Regions from separate parts of the Gasterosteus aculeatus genome. Here region 1 is linked to region 2. Evidence: chromatin contacts called from public Hi-C data. All regions are on one chromosome and are shown on one strand. Each heading gives the region's core, a stretch centred on a gene start, on an enhancer-like site or on the middle of the called end of the contact. The rest is flanking DNA. Distances are from core to core; before and after follow the strand shown.

Region 1 (2,736 bases), core at 58-2,557, 90 kb before region 2:
TCATTTCTCGCAAATAGGTTATCGTTCTATGTTTAGCACATCCTGTTTAATTTATTTTATTCGATGGTAACACGAGGCCAACATCTGCGTCAGTGTGGCTGTTTTTCCTGCCTTAGTGTAAATTGTACTAGAGAGAAAGATACAAGTTTTGGGAGGATTTCTAAAATGAATCGATCTTGCTTGTAGATTATTTTCACGTTTCATAAATTTGATATTCCCATTTCTAGAATTTTGTATTTAAATATCGGTATTTGTTCTCAATGTGGTGAGCTTAAAGATATCAATTTTGTGCCTATGCCCGTTATTGTTCTTTTTTTTTCTTTTTCTTTTTCTCATAGTTTTTTTTTTTTCTTCTACATTTGTAGACTTCTTGAAGGGCAGATGTGCATTTCTTTCTCTTTCATCTACCCATCTCTTTTATCACTGCTGTGGCCAGTGGAGATCAAGACAGGATCTGCTGACCTTCACTTACGCTTCTCAGCTCCAGAGGATTGTTGGAAATACTGTGACACAAGGATATACTTCCACCCAATTTACAGATTGGGGTTTTGGCCATTGCTTGATAGTTTTGACTTGGAGGGGGTATATCTACTGCATCACAAGTCGACAAATTGAAGCATACATGTAGATTCAATAATGTTATTTATAAGTGTGGGAAATGTATAAACATCTCCATTCTAACGTATTCATTGAAGACTGCCTCCATAACGTCTCTATACATTTGTATTTTAGGAATAATATATGTACTTATATATGTAGTCGATTTCTAAGAGGTCGGTTATATTGAACAAAAAATATTTAATGTCTTAAACTCAGGCCTGGAAGACCAGCATCGTTTTCCCATAAGGATGCAGTTAGTTTTACAGCCAATTAGTTAAAATGTTAGTTTTTTTTTCTAGTTGGACAAGCACCGATGCCCTGAAGCAGTTTTGTGCGGCTAACAGACGGGTCGTGTTGCAACCCTTCGGGAACTAGCTGGTCTACCTTAAGAGAAGTGGGCGGGTCTTAAGCACCTTGACCAATGAGCCGCCTTCTCGGCATTTAAATAGCTTTGTGTGTGTGTGTGTGTGTGTGTGTGTGTGTGTGTGTGTGTGTGTGTGTGTGTGTGTGTGTGTGTGTGTGTGTGTGTGTGTGTGTGTGTGTGTGTGTGTGTGTGTGTGTGTGTGTGTGTGTGTGTGTGTGTGTGTGTGTGTGTGTGTGTGTGTGTGTGTGTGTGTGTGTGTGTGTGTGTGTGTGTGTGTGTGTGTGTGTGTGTGTGTGTGTGTGTGTGTGTGTGTGTGTGTCAATCACCCCGCCCCCTACCCCAGTCAGGCTCTACTCTCAATCCCGAGCAACGCTACATCGCTCAATCGCCATATTGGGTACTGAGGTCGGTCCGCACTTGCTCTCGCCTGCGGGACGAGTTGGACGCGAACGGCTTCGGTTCCCGGTCTTCCTCGAGCAGAATATCCGCGCACTGTGCTTCGGAAGAGCAGCGGCGGCCGCCCCCCTTCGAGCCCCGACGCGCGCACGCAGTCCACTCATGGCTTAAGTCCTTTTACGCTCGCTTTGGATCCCGCGCAGCGTCGAGGAGACACCCGCTGTTCACCGAGCGCTGGCCCGTATTGTTGTGGTTTAGTTTTTCTCGTGAAAACTGGACGTTCCCGACTGTTTGCAAGAAACCCAAATCCCGTATTTCTTTTTTTGGTGGAGGGGGGCGGGGCAGGTGGGGGGGAAATGTCAGATGTTCGACTATCCAACGGGAGCCCGACTCTGGAGCGGACGGACTCCCGGGTGTCGGATCACCCGAAGCCGTCGGCTTGCAGGAGCCTCTTCGGCCAGGCGGATCACGAAGGGTTAAAGAGGGAATTAAAGGGACATTTTCGGGAGATGGAAGAGGTCGCTTCCGCCAAGTGGGGCTTCGATTTCGCCAATCACAGGCCGCTGGTCCACGGGAGGATCAAGTGGGAGCTGGTGGACTGCAGAGACGTCCCGGAGTTCTACAACAAGCCGCCGCGGAGGGAGAAGAAGGGCGTCTGCTCCGCCGGGAATAACAAGGTGGATCTAAACGGGAATCATAGTTGCGTGGTGCTGTCTTCGAGCGAGGACACCGAGCGGTCCGATGGACACATGGAATGCACGGAACAGTGCACCGGAATGAGGAAAAGACCGGCGTGTCACGGTGAGTTCCTGGCTTCGTAACCAAATGACCACTGGCAGGTAACCGGGCAGCGCCTCGATCCCAGGGGTCGTGTAACGCTCTTTGGGCACCGGGGATCTGTTTTTATTATTATTGTTTGTGTCTTTTCTATATATATATATATATATATATATATTTTGTAACTGACTGCCTTGCCTTTGCAGACCCCTCGGCCCCAAATAAGAGATCACACAGCAGCTCCGATGAGGTCACTTGTCCGAGCCGGAGCCGCTCTGCAGAACACACGCCCAGAAAGACGAGTCCCAAGAGGCAAACGTGAGCCCCGCGGACGGTAAGCGGACCACTCTGCCTTTATTCGATGTTTGTATGCTGGAGTCAGTGTACAGAAGTCTGTCCCAGCTGCACAATGTGAATCCACCGTTTGATCGTGTATTTGAAGATGCGATCACGTGGTGTTTTTAACGCATCCCACTCGGCGGCGTTGTTCGCGTTATTCATTTAACTCTGATTCAATTCAGTTGCCGATTAGATGAGCTTTTCGTCCATCGTGTGAGTAAATGCCCGCTGCCCACATGAACAAAGCTTTAAAATAATGA
Region 2 (2,861 bases), core at 250-2,749:
GAAGCTGGTTCATGGTATCAATGAGATGTTAAAAAAAAACACACTTCTATTTGGAATTCAAAAATAAAATCAGTAAAATGTACTTTACACACACATTACTTGACCTTTTGGGATTTACACAAAAAAAAAAAAAAAATCTGAACAAATAATACTTCACCATCCCCACGGTGTGCATGCATTATTAGGCCCACTAAATGAACAAAAACTACTTCTAGATACTTTGGAAAAAAATGATTATTATTTCTTATGGTTCCATAAACAAATTGGGGAAAAACAAATTCAATAACAACATCATGGCTCTTTTGTTTGAATAAAAATGACTGTGTTCAGTCACAAATTAGGACTCAGTTTAGATTTCATATAGTCATATTTACTAATGACATTCAGGCCACTAACAAGGTCTGATTTCTTGTCCAAACAACACACACGGGAAGGGAGGAACATAAGAATTGTTGGTCTTGACCCAAAATTAAATGACACACATTATATCAAAACTCAAACTCTCCAGCTACATACGTGTCCGCCTGTCTCAGCACCGTCTCACGACTGTCTCTGTGCGGAGTGGACAAGGACGCACGGAAACCAGTCCGGATGAAGGACCCGGGACGGAGCGAGAGGACAAACAGCGGGTTCTAACCGTCACGCACTGCGATCCGCTTCCATCTCCGAGCCTCAGCTCGCTGTGAGGTGAATTTCTGACAATGGCCTGAATCTTTAAACAACATCTGTCCGGTTTAAGTGTTACTCTATAAAAACATGTCAGGCCGCTGGTTTCTATGGAACATTGATCAGATTGCATCCAGTCCACTGTGGTGGGATCTGCACAGAGCAAAACATTTTAAAGTGAGTGAAAGTCTGAGCCAAGGCAAAAAAGGAGCAGGTCTAATGTTAAAGGGGGCAAATTATTCCGAAATGTTAAACCCCATTTGTCTAGTATTTAAGTAGCTCAAAATGCTGAACTTGAGATGTGTTTGTTGTGTGAACTGACAGATTGGGTTGTATTTCTATGGACCTTGCTCTCTCCTCAGGAAACTCCCCCTTGTAGAAAGGGAGGCCGGCTATCGAGTCAGTTATCTGATAGGAGGCAAGGAGATCGTGTGTGTGTGTGTGTGTGTGTGTGTGTGTGAGAGACAACGCAGAGGATTCTGCCTGCTTGTCATCAAGTCCGTCCTGAACCCACACAGCCAAAGCGCTGAGGGAAGAATTTGTGCTCCCGTGTACTACATTATCCTGTTTGGACTCGAGCTGCTCTCCCCACTCCGACAAACACACACACACACACACACACACCCTGTTCACACATCACACTCAAGCTCCCCGCCAAAAAACATACGGCTTTGTTTTCATTGCTTTTCTGCACACACTTCCACGGCGGCGCTCCGCGGATCACGTGAGGCCGGTTCCGTCGCCTTTTACTGTGTTTGGGAGCGTAAAGTGTGCGAGGGTTGGGTGTGGACTGGTGGGGGGGGGGTATAGCGTGCTCACGTTGTTTCACAGCAGTAACAATATGGCCCCTGCAACAATCACAAGTCCAACAAAGCATTGGGATTACGGCGAGGGGAGAACAGTGCTTGGTTTGAGTGTGTGGTGCCGCGCGTGTGTGTGTGTGTGTGTGTGTGTGTGTGTGTGCGTGTGCACATGCATCCCTCCGGCTATTCTTTCATTTACATGTGCATCTATCCGTGCAGCCAGTGGATGGCAATCTGCATGCAATCATAGTAAGATTGGAGAGGGCTGAGTGAACAGAACCGTGTGCACGAAGGAGCTCTGCTTCCCGTAAGCAGCCGATAAAAATAATTAAGAAAAAAAAAAAGAAAAAGAGAGGCTGCTGGCCCAGAGGCAGATACCTCACTTCCCAATAGAGCGCCGTGCATTTCCTGAAACTGACTACTGCTAGGACTTGAACTGAAGCCAGGGTGAAAGAAAGAGAGAAGGAGAAGGAAGAAAATGGAAAAAATACGCTACGCTGCGAGGAGTAACGTACCAAACTCAGAGAAACACAAACACTTGCAGGCTTTGCTCCATAATCAAAGATAAAAGTGCCAGCTCACAATCTTAATCTGAAACCAACTGTTTTGGAACCTGCACACCACAGCTTTCACTCGCGGGTCGACCCAATCAGAAGGCCTGAAAACTGCTCCGGAGCACAGAGAGAAAAACAGCTCCGATGTGAGGAGGGAAAGTGCGGTTACGTCAATTGTTGTCTTTCCTTCTTTCTTGCTCCAGAATGGAAAAGTGCACCAGAGACGCCAAAGTGCATCATGACTGGCGGGCGGAGGGTGTTGACCCGGGTCACCGTGGAGGTGTTGATGGTCTCGGTAACGGGCACACCCGACTGCAGACACCGAACTCACGAAAACACACATTTCCACTTGAGCTCAACGCTGCACGCTTCCTTCCTTCCTTCCTACGCTTCCTTCCTTCCTACACTCGGTGGACATCCGGCAGAGAAGCAGAAATATCAAATGAAAAATACAAAAAAGAAGAGACTGGTGGTTGTGTCCGATGAGGAGAGGAGAAGGGAGGAGCGGTGTCGCTACAGCACAGCCTGCTGGTCAGAGAGGGGAGGGGGGGTTGTGTGCCCCCCCCCCCCTCCCACACGCTGCTGTCCTGCTTTTCCCTCCCACGTAACCTGTGACAGTATTCAACCATATATGACCACGTAAGACGAGCTTCTTCTGTTGTGCTTCATAATGCAGTTACATAAAGATAAATATTAAGTTTCAGAAGAAGTTTTAGATTCGAGGCTAAAGCTGAAATACTGCCGCCCCCCCCCCCCTTGCACTGAAGTGATTCAAGATATACAACATCTATCAAAGGAATAACATTATATTGAACCTTTACAACTACATTTTATTACA

Evidence for each region. A called contact is a pair of places that touch in the nucleus more often than the background predicts.
Region 1: a Hi-C map of skeletal muscle shows a contact between it and region 2, with 8 times the contacts expected there. The contact joins the promoter of cdkn1bb here to the enhancer-like site in region 2. A contact is called at or near these places in 2 of 6 Hi-C or Micro-C datasets (skeletal muscle and tail fin).

What each region holds. Positions count from the first base shown.
Region 1 is chrX:21,071,759-21,074,494 of fGasAcu3.hap1.1, reverse strand. It overlaps cdkn1bb (cyclin dependent kinase inhibitor 1Bb), which reads left to right and starts at 1,307. Exons shown (of 3, transcript XM_078082996.1): 1 at 1,307-2,161; 2 at 2,344-2,471. The coding sequence starts at 1,717. The coding sequence ends at 2,459.
Region 2 is chrX:20,981,564-20,984,424 of fGasAcu3.hap1.1, reverse strand. All of the region lies in intron 13 of kcnq1.2 (potassium voltage-gated channel, KQT-like subfamily, member 1.2), which reads right to left. Among protein-coding and RNA genes, the nearest start is that of LOC144383759, 19 kb to the right of the region's middle. Within about 2 kb of position 1,499, at least 3 of the 9 cell types and tissues checked have open chromatin away from gene starts, as enhancers often do.